Regions from separate parts of the Ovis aries genome. Here region 1 is linked to region 2. The links are chromatin contacts, called in public Hi-C maps. All regions are on one chromosome and are shown on one strand. The core of a region is the stretch at or near the end of the contact, and the rest is flanking DNA. Distances in the headings are between cores, read along the strand shown. Region 1 holds the start of TNFSF4 (TNF superfamily member 4). Region 2 overlaps LOC132657509 (a long non-coding RNA gene).

Region 1 (5,417 bases), core at 703-3,202, 520 kb before region 2:
CCCAGTTGCTATTTATCTTTCCATGTGTGTTTCTCCTCTTTCCACAAAGAATGTGAAAAAGTTGTGAGAATGTATTCAGTTTAAAAAGAAACAGTTAATTGTAAAACATCATTTAAGTGTCAATAAAAAATTATAAGTAGGTAAAACATGGCAGGTAGGAGATGGGAGGTGTGCCTCAGATGTGCAGGCCCAAGTGTTGGTATAGTTGGTTTAACTTTCCTGGGACATCACCAAACTGGAAATTCATTCTGTTGCAGAGTTCTCATTGGTCTGTAAAGACAGTAATTTGTATATCAGTAATTGTCCATTTTGCTTCATAGAAGCCAAGCTATTAACAATGAGAAAACATGCTGCTTAGGCCACAAGGGTGAACTCAGTAAATGTTTATTTTTTTTTATTTAAAAATGTTTTTTTATTTTCAGCCTTAATAGTTTTCACTATTTATTTTTCAGCTGGTCTCTATTGTTTCCAACAGTTATATTAGGCTTTTTTGTTGTTGTTGCTGTGGCTCTTCTAGTCAGTTTTTGAAATAGTTACCGATTTTAATGTTTATTTATTTAGAACTATTAACTATTACTCAAGAATTAGACTCTCATAGGAATAACTGTTTAGAATTAAGTTTAGATGGAACCTGACTTCCAGTTTTGGCTTGGAGTATGTAGTGTAGCGTCACAGTCACTGTATATTTCAGACAAAAACTTAAAGACCAGTATGTTCTGCAAATGCAAAGTAAGATGATTATAATGAGGGCATCAATTCATATACTAATTGATTCAAACTGTTATTGTATTAATAAATGTACTTTCCATTTCCTATAAGCTGTTTCCCTTTTGAGTGTGCCTCATACCAATTTTCTATAAAAATAGGTTGTATATGACAGCTCATTTATTTTTTTGATATTAAAAAATTCCTCCCCCTTCCCTTCTTTAAATATCTGTTGAGCGGCTGTTGGGGGGCTCAGAGAGACATGCTGGCCCATGGAAGAGTTGCTGTATTAAACAGCCCCTTCCAAAGCACCTGTGCTGTCCAGGATAGCATAGCACTTACTGTGTACTCAGTAAATATTTATTAATTTGAACTTGCCATTATCAATAATTTCATCATTTATTTCATTTTATCATTCTTTTCAGTGGTAAAGGGTAAGTAATGCTTACTGGTAGGATACTCTTACTTTCCAAATTCTAAGTCTACCCCTGACCTCAAAGAAATATACAACCTTCAAAGCTTATTTGAAGCTATTCATTTTTTCATTCATGCAAAAATTTATGTATGGAGAAAATGTAAAGTAGAGAAGAGGGGAAAAAGTCAGGATAGTCTTCTGCTTCTTTCCTGCTATGCTTAAAATTAGTCATATAAGTATTTACTGAATTTGCCTCAAAGATTAAATGAGAAAAAGATAGTAAGACTGTTTAGCACAGTGCCTGACACATTGTATATGCTCAGTATATACTAGTTTATTTATTATAATACCTTGGACTAAAACTAGAGGATTGCACTCCCTTATTCTGCATAATTTGCCATCCTAGCGTCATCTTTTTTTCTTTTTTTCACTTCAAGGATGGTCTTTGTGTGCCTTTTTTTCCTGAATCTGTAGAATGGATTCTATGCTTAGTTACCCAATGAAGTTCAGGCAAGAACTTAAGCTAGCATTTTCCTCAAATTTCTTCTATGATTTAAGATAGCTTGGGGAAGAGATAGGTGAGCTTCTAGATCAACGGATGATGATTTTTATCTTTATCAAGTGACCCACAATTTGGTTACTGGTGCAATGAGAAATTAAGAAAATAGCACACTTTTATGACTGTCTTTTCACAGTCACTCAAATCAGAACTGGAATGCCACAAAAACAACTCCCTGTTAGCCCAGAGAAAAAAAAAGAAAGAAAGTAAAGGGGAAATTCAGATTAGTCACAAAGAAGTTCCCCCGCCTGCCTGCAAAAGCTGAAGCATTAAAACTGAGAGAGTCCTCTCTGCTCTTTCAATCGCCTCTTATCTCTGGTCCTGGGACCTCTGTGTATCTTCTAATTGATACACCTTGTGTTGGCTTCATCTCCTTCTTTTTGGGGAAGAAGTCAGTTCTCTCTCAGGTTTCCCCCTGTCACAGTTTTCATCGTCCCTGCATCCAGATTGTGAAGATGGAAGGGGTCCAGCCCCTGGATGAGAATGTGGGAAATGCACCAGGCCGGAGATTCTTGAGGAACAAGCTATTGCTGGTGGCCTCCATAATTCAGGGGCTGGGGCTTCTCCTGTGTCTCACCTACATCTGTCTGCACTTCTATGCTCAGGTAAGATACACCAACCAACATGTCCTTTCCTCCAGCTCAGGCTGATGGCAGCTCCAAATGGTCACTTGGAAATAGTCTGACACCAAAATTGTTTTCCCTTTTCTGCTCAGCGATTGTAAAATGTGGTCAAGCACCCTCGTGTCTCTCTTTTCCTTCCTTTTTTTCAGCAGTGGCCGTGGTGAGGCACAGTGGAGATAGGGCAGGGGCACTGCTTCTGGATTAATCTTTTTCTTTACAACACAAAAATCCTGGTGTTCTTTTGTGAACTGTCACTTTGAAGCTTTGAGTCCCTGACATACCTACTTGGTTTATCTGTTCTGCTAGTAAGCAACTGATCAGGGAATCAATGTAAAAAGGAAATAAAAACTTTATTATTTCCTTTTTACATTATTATACTTTCTCATTGTATTCATAAACCCCATGGACTCAAGGAGATATGCTTTCTGAAGAATGCTGAAGGTATCAATATTAAGTTCTTTTAAATAGCTAACCTATATATATTTAAGAACAGAGATATATGTGTTCATGTCTGTATGTGCACATGGCTGAACGTTTATCCCAACAACTTGATCAGACATTGTTTTTCACGGTCTTTCTCTACCAATCACAACTTGCTGACATCACTTTGTCCAATACATTATGTAGTGGAAGATCATCATTTTAGTATCCCCCCCAATGAAGAAATTCTTTCCATTTTTCCATCTCTTTATTCTGGTCCTGTTTAAATTATTATTTTTTTCATAGTTGCTCATATATAGAAACATTATTTAGCTCTTTAAGGATGTTGTTGACTGCAGGAGATTCCACTGCCCCGTGTTCCCTTGTTGGGGCTAGTCTGATAATTCCTGTTTGCCTGGTGGTTGCTCTTGGTTAGAAAAATCACTGGTAAAGGTCAGACAATGAGAACTTTCATTTCTGATGGCCAGGTCACAGACTGGGTACCTCAAATTAGATCAGGATAAGATGAGCAGAGTTCTAGAGGATGCCTGGGCATGTCTCTGTCTACAGGAAACGGGTTTCGGTGCCTGCAGTCTAATGAGGGTGCGGTTGTGATCACTGTCCCGCAGAGGGTGCTCGTGTCTCCAAATTCCCAAAGGGTACTAGTGTCATGCTCAAGTCTGCAGACCAGTGAGCACCCCAGCACACCCATACTGTCTTTATCACGCCACACATTTCCTTCTCTGCGCAGAACCCTTTGGGTGAAATTAGAGTAGGTGATTTTGGGGAGAGGGTGTCGGGGGAGGAGCAAAGTGTCCATGGCAGGATGCCCAAGACAAAGACCGGAATTAGGCTCTTCCGAGAAGAAAACAAAGAGAGTAACCCAAAATAGAACAGCTGAGTTTATTCACCAGGTCCGGGAGCCCTGAGACTGCTTTTTGAAACAACCGCAGTGTTACATATTTCCTTGCACTGTGGGATGATTAAGAAACAAAACAAAACAGAACAGATGGCCCCAGTCAAGCCTCAACAGTTAATTGCACTAGGGCTCAGAGGATGGGAGAGAGCAAAATATGAAACAGATACAGATGTGTAGCTAGCTGGTGGCAGGGGCCACCCTGGAATATCAATACCCAGGGGAGGCAGAGGAGAGAGATTCTTTCTAGCAAGTCAGCCAGCAGTTCTGTGCTAGAACGTGGAAGGGCAGCTGAATGCTCGCCTCCAGGATACTAGAATTCACGGTGAGCTGATCTTTGGGAGAGAATTAGCTTTCTCTGGTCCTGGCACAGAAATGAAAGCAAAGATGGAAGAGGTACGTTAGAGCTGTTTGCTCAAAAAAATGTGTTCTTATATACTCTAGATACAAAATTATCTGTGGCTCAGATATTTGAAATTGTTCATTTGACATTAATTATTTTCTTATTTCTCACTAGACTGTTTTAGCTAACACAATTTCTTACGCTATTAATGGGACCCAAGACAGCACGATGTGTCCTTAATTGTAATCTCATACACTTTGTTAAGGGAAAGGATAGCTTAGAGAGGTTGTGTGTGTGTTTTCCCAGAACTTGATCAGTCATGGTGGCAGCAGTGTGTAGAGGAGAGAGACTGAGAGAAAAGAGTATAAAGTAACTGCTGAAGAATGAACATAGACTAAGAGCTTTTCTAAATTTATGGGTAAGATTGTTTGGGATTTTGGTTGAAGGATAGGTAGGTGGGGATGCCTATCAAAGCTCTACTTTTATAAGACATTGTATTACAATGATCTATAGAGCTGAAATACTCATCATTTACCTAGTTAAATTGGATCTCTTTTATTGTAGGAGAAAGATATTTGGGGAATAATCATGATTTTTCCTTATTTCTTAGATTTAATTTTTAACTTCATAAAAATTTTCCTGTGTGGATGACTCTGTGAAAAAAATATAGATATGTAACTGTTAAACTCCAGTTGGCAGTCAGCCTTCCTTTCAATCAAGTTTATTTAGTAATCTTTGTTTTCTTACCACTTGGTTAAGTTTTACTACGTGAAAAGCAGAAGTTTTTGTTTTTGAGATGGCACGTAAAAAGACCTTACCCACTCCCTATGTAATTCACTTCCCTCTTTGGACACTGATTTTCTCATCTGAAACTTGAGGCAGTTGGATCAAATGGCCAGAAATATCTCTTCCAGGTCAATATCCTGTGAATATGTAGTTTATACTCATAAAATGTGTATGAGGATCTGAGAAATACAAATCTAAGTGAACAGATTTTTGTGCCTAAGCTTATGAATACCCTGGTTCTTAAGAAGGGACTGGGGGAAATCAGATTTGTACATATACATGTAATCTGTATTTATTCATATACTATGCACGTTTCTAAATAACTTATTCTGGGTTAGCAAAATACCTTATTTAGAAAGGGGAAAGAAATAGACACTGTAGAATAATATCCATGATGCAGGTTACAAAATTGAGTCACAAAAACCAATACAATTATTGGGGCTGCCGCTTGAAGTATCAGGCTTCCAGGCTTCCCTGTAACTTCAGCTTGGAATGATGGCAGAAAAAAGCTGATATATAAGGTGAGAAGCTTTTGTAAATTATACCCATGTATCTCAGAGCTATTGAAGCTGGGCTCTTCCAAGATCTGTATCAGAGCACTTGAAAGATGTGCTTTTAGTGATTATTTATCAGCAAATCCCACCCACAGT
Region 2 (5,801 bases), core at 1,687-4,186:
AAGATTTGAAACTAAAGTCACCTGCTGCCCCATAAGCCATCCTTCCTCTCCAAATTCCTTTTTTGTTCATTGTATTCCCAACTTTCTGCTGCTGTATCTGAAAATGTCATGACTCTTTGCTCTCTGTTGTTATGACATGCGATGAGGCTTTGTTTATTTTTCCTCTAATGGCTCAAACTCTTTTTCTTTTCTTCACTCAACTGCCACGCTGGTCCACGCCCTCAGCATCTGGCACCTGTTGAACAGCCTTGATATCCCGTTGGCCTCACTGATTGCCACCTGTTTCCCACTTAGTTGGTTTTGTATCTTGTGCTGGATTGTTCTTCCTGCAGGATGGCTCTGAAAATATCACTCGTCTGTTCAAGAATCTCAAGTGCTTCTTCTGCCTGTGTAGATAAGCCCAAATCCCCCTGCCCCTCATCAGAAGTTTCTAATAAGCCAGTTCTACCAACCCAAACTCATCTTCCCCTACTCTGTGTCAGAAACACAATGTTAGTGTTCTGTCTGATTATCATTCAAACACCATCCACCCAATTCTTCACAGCACAGCTCAAGTCTTCTCTCTTCCAGGAAGTTGGCCCCAACTAAAACCATATTTAATTTTCTAAGAACTAGAGCAGACTTCAGAGAGCACCCTCAAGGACTCTGAGGCTCAAGAAACCTTAAGTCTTATTCAATAAAAATTTATCAAATACTCATTATGCACAAAACCCTGTGCTAGGAACTGGTGGTGAGAAAAATAAGTAGATGTGAGTGACCCTTCCTCTCAAGGAGCTCATGCCCAATTGAAGTGGACAAGTACATATCAAAATATATCATTTTATTAAAACCTGGGAAGTTCTAGTTTGTAGGTAAACACAGTGCTATGAGAGTGAGAAAGGGGGCATTTAGTCCAACTAGGGTTTCCAGGAAAATATCCCAGAGAGATATCATGTGACAAGAATGTTACAAGATGAGTAAGAACTATTAAGACAAAGTAAAATGGGAGGAGAGTTTGAGACAAAGGGAACAAAATAAGTAAATCCAGAGACACAGACAATGGGGAAGGAGTGAGGAACTAGAGGCAGTATTATTAAGTTGTGATGTTGAGAACAAGAACTGATGGGAGATAATTCAGGAATCAACCAGAGGGAGTAAGCCAGGCCTGTAGGGCTATGTAAACTATAGTAAGAGCTTTGCACTCTGATCTGTAAATGATGAGAAGCCACTAAAACTGTTTAAAGAAGGAGGTTAAATGATGTGGTTTTGTAGAGTATTCTCTCTACATTGTAGAGGCTAAATTGAAGGGAAGCAAGACAGAAGAAAGGAGACTGACTACATCTTACAGTGCACCAAGAAAGAGAGGCGAAGGGCCTGCCCGACATCACTGATACAAGGGACAGGGCCAAAAAGACAGATTTGGAAAAACATTTAAGAGCTAAAGTTGCTGATTGTCTAGACATAGAAGGTTTAGGGAAATGAGAAATCTCACATGACTCCCTAAGTCTCTGGTTTGGGCAACTAGATGGTGGTGCCAGTAAATTAGCAATAAAGAAGCCACACAGCATCATAAAGGGTAGGGTGGGGGCTGATGGCAAGGCCTGAAGGTGGTGAGTAGAGAGGGACAAAGCTGAAGATAAAAATTTGGCATGGATCACTATTCCACTGATGGATAAAATGAGTTGCCCAAGCAAAGTGTGCACAGACAGAAATAAAGATTTTTAATTTTATAAAAATTTATTTCAATAGGAGGATAATTACTTTACAATATTGTGATGGTTCTTGCCATACATCAACATGAGTCAGCCACAGGTTTACATGTGTCCCCCCGCATCCTGAACCCCCCTCCCAACTCCCACCGCCCCATCCCTATGAGTTGTCCCAGAGCACGGGCTTTGAGTGCCCTGCTTCATGCATCAAACTTGCACTGGTTATCCATTTTACAGACAGCACTTTATATGTTTCAGTGGTATTCTCTCACACTGTCTCACCCTCACCTTCTCTCACTGAGTCCAAAAGTCTGTTCTCTACATTCGCATCTCCCTTGCTGCCTTGCGTGTAGGATCATTGTTACCGTCTTCCTAAATTCCATATATATGCGCTAATAAACAGTATTTGGTTTTTTTTCTGACTTACTTCACTCCATATAATAGCCTCCAGCTTTGTAACCCTGGGATACACTAATGGTCAATGGACATGCACAAAAGAAAGAGTTCATGAAGACCAAAAAGGAATAACCAAGGAATTGGGAGGGCTACCAGGACAAATTAGGGCCAAGGAAGTAACGGCCAGAAAGTTTTAGGATGGGGGGTATGGATAAGGACTGCAGAAGCATCCTCTGGCATGGCAATGTAAAGTTCACTGATGACCTGCAAAAGCGAATGTACACTCCGAACTGAGAGGAGCTGAAGGGCAGATGAAGTACAGACACGGCAGTGTTAACTTCGCTGAGAAGGAAAGGAGAAGAATTAGAACACAGCTGGTGGGAAATGGCAACCCACTCCAGTGTTCTTGCCTGGAGAATCCCAGGGACAGGGGAGCCTAGTGGGCTGCCGGCTATGGGATCGCACAGAGCTGGACACGACTGAAGCGACTTAGCAGCAGCAGCAGCAGTTGGGAGGCAGGGCCAAGAGACAGCTGACTAAGGCTAAAGGAAAAATAATTATAGAGGCAGATGGTAAGCTAGTCATTGTTTAATTCATTGCTTTAAGGAGAACAAGATAAAACAGTCTATAGACAATTCAAATATCTTTTTCAGTCACAAGACCAGAAGAGAATAAAGTCACATGCAACGGTGCTGACTTTGCCAGAATTCTAACCACATCTTTGTGTACAGGAAGATGATGAAGTTTCTGCTCCTGCCAGGAACCTGATGCTTGTCAAACTGGTCAGGCGCCTTCTGGAATAACTTAACTTTGGGGTATAATGATTTGCTTTCTGGAAGCCAGGCACCACTATTTCTATGAGGAGTCACTGCACCACCATGTGGCCAGTTGTGAGTTTTTCTCAGCTTTCTCCGGCGGGTAGTCCTGGTTTGAATCATGGAAAAAGAGAAATCTGCAGCTTGCGGAGACCTTCAGTTCAGTCGTTCAGTCGTGTCTGACTCTTTGCGACCCCATGGACTGCAGCACACCAGGCTTCCCTGTCTATTACCAACTCCTGGAGCGTGCTCAAACTCATGCCCATCGAGTCGGTGATGCCATCCTCTGTTGTCCCCTTCTCCTCCTGCCTTCAGTATTTTTCCAGATCAGGGTCTTTTCTAATGAGTCAGTTCTTCCAATCAGGTGGCCAAAGTATTAGAGCTTCAGCTTCAGCATCAGTCCTTCCAATGAATACTGATGCTGTATAGTTCTGGTTTTAGTCACAGAAAAAGAGAATTCTGTAGCTGGTGGAGACCTCAGGAGCATTCTTCTTATCATACAGAGAAAGACTTGCTTCATTTTTCAAAATCTCTTTTTATTTTGACTTGCATATTATATCTTGTGCATATGTGATCGCATGCATACACACACATATACACAAATATATGTTTTATATACACACACACAATCTTTAAGTATTCATTTAAACCCAAGAATAACATTCTTATCAGATTCCCTTGTTTTAAGTTTGACACATTGATGAAATGCAGCAACTTGCACTGATCTTTTGTTTCTAAACTAATCTTTAGCAACAATCATATTGCTAGGAGGTTAGTATGATATTTTATGTAAACTGAGCTATATCAAATTATATTTTTAAAATGTATGTGTGCTGAAATGGAATGGTGAAATAGGAAACAAGCCTTAAGCTCAATTATCTTAAGATATAAAACTCAGGGACTTCCCTGGTAGACCAGTTTTAAGATTCTGCTCATGGCAGAGGAGGCAATGGCACCCCACTCCAGCACTCTTGCCTGGAAAATCCCATGGACGGAGGAGCCTGGAAAACTGCAGGCCATGGGGTCGCTGAGGGTCGGACATGACTGAGCGACTTCACTTTCACTTTTCACTTTCATGCATTGGAGAAGGAAATGGCAACCCACTCCAGTGTTCTTGCCTGGAGAATCCCAGGGACGGGGGAGCCTGGTGGGCTGCAGTCTATGGGGTCACACAGAGTCGGACACGACTGAAGCGACTTAGCAGCAGCAGCATGGTGCAGGGGGCCCGGGATTGATCTCTGGTCAGGGAGCTAGAGCCCACACACTGCAACTAAGAATTTGCCTGCCGCAACTAGAAGAGTCCACCTGCAGCAATGAAGACCCTCCATTCTTCATTATAAATAAATAAAAATACACTTTTTTAAAAAGATACAAAACTCAGTTCTGTTATCATTTTGCTTTTCCATATATCATTTTTTCTGATGATCTGAGTAACAGTTATCATAAAGAAAGCTTAGAGATTTCATAGGGGAAAGAAAAGTATTAAAAAAATTCCATAGCCTAATAATAACCTTTAAGATTTTGGCACATTCAATGTTTTCTAAATGTTTTAAGTTAAACATATCAAACTAGTCAATTTAACATAGCACAGGGGACAATAGTAAATATTTTATAATAACCTATAAGGGAAAATAGTATGAAAAAGTAAATATATACACACACACATGCATACACACACATATATATATGAATCACTGTGTTATACACTTGAAACTAACATTGTAATTGATTATACTTCAAACTAATATAATACATATATTTATATATACAAAAAAGCTAGTCATTTTATTTGTTCCATGGAATTAGCTAAGAGTTAAAATTTTTTTTTCACATTTATAGAAGTTTTTCCACCCTTTAAGTCCACCTGACCAAGATATTCACCAACTTGGAGACTTTAAACAAATGTCAAAGAACTAAAGTAGACCAAGGTTGACAAAGTTTGGGCAAGCTTTGCCCAAGGTAACATCTCCAGCCAAACCACTCATTTGTTCATCAGTGTGTTATTATTAATTATTTCTGAAATTCCTTACTGTGTTGGCTTCTCTCCGCAACTTTTTATCTCCCAAAGATGTTTCCACTGATTCTATATCATTTGGAAAGGGAGCACCCTAAGTTAGCAAGACTACAACATTTGAAATGTTTCAAATCAAAACAATAGACTTCTGCTGAATGTAGTATTAATAGAAGTAGTGCTAGTAATGGTTTCCAAGGTGGCTCAGTGGGTGAAGAATTTGCCTGCAATTATGAGAGATGTGGGTTTGATTCCTGGGTTGGGAAGATCCCCTGGAGGAGGGCATGGCAACCCCCTCCAGTATTCTTGCCTAGAGAATCCCATGGACAGATGAACCAGGTGGGCTACAGTCCATATTGTCGCAAAGAGTCAGACATGACTGACGCGACTAAGCATGCATGCATGTATTCGTAATGATGAGAACAATAGATGAAGCTCTTATAAGTGCTTTGCAAAGTTCTCATTTAATCACCTCAATTTTACAATGAAAGATGTTTAGAAATGGTCTCACCTCATAAGCTAATATTCATGTGGTCAGCCTCTGCCCCAAACTCTGTTCCAGGAACCAGATTCCCACAGCTCAAGACCTTTTCAGGAACTCAATGCTTAACCAATCCCAGGTTTTCTGATTCTTTTCAACCTACAGTAATGTAATTATATCACAAGTGCAGTGTGTAATATTTTGGAAAAAATATGCAGTGTGTAATATTTTGGAAAAACTACCTGCTTCTCTCTTTTCCCTTTTTTGGCTAGGTCAGTCCAAGGAGTCCATTTCTCTGGGAAAATACTAGAATACTTTATAAAAGGAATGCAAAGGGGAAAAATGAGCAAATATTCATTTTCTGATATACAAATAGATTTATTCAGGAGACAATTTTTATTTTCCTGAGG

The links. Hi-C and Micro-C count contacts between places; a contact is called where the count stands out from the background.
Region 1: a Hi-C map of skin fibroblasts shows a contact between it and region 2, with 4 times the contacts expected there. The contact joins the promoter of TNFSF4 here to the enhancer-like site in region 2. A contact is called at or near these places in 6 of 16 Hi-C or Micro-C datasets (liver, muscle, omental adipose tissue and 2 more).

The regions. Positions count from the first base shown.
Region 1 is chr12:40,104,873-40,110,289 of ARS-UI_Ramb_v3.0, reverse strand. TNFSF4 (TNF superfamily member 4) reads left to right here and starts at 1,952. Exons shown (of 3, transcript XM_004013707.6): 1 at 1,952-2,284. The coding sequence starts at 2,135.
Region 2 is chr12:39,589,901-39,595,701 of ARS-UI_Ramb_v3.0, reverse strand. All of the region lies in intron 2 of LOC132657509 (a long non-coding RNA gene), which reads right to left. Among named protein-coding and RNA genes, the nearest start is that of FASLG, 160 kb to the right of the region's middle. Within about 2 kb of position 2,936, at least 8 of the 54 cell types and tissues checked have an H3K27ac peak or open chromatin away from gene starts, as enhancers often do.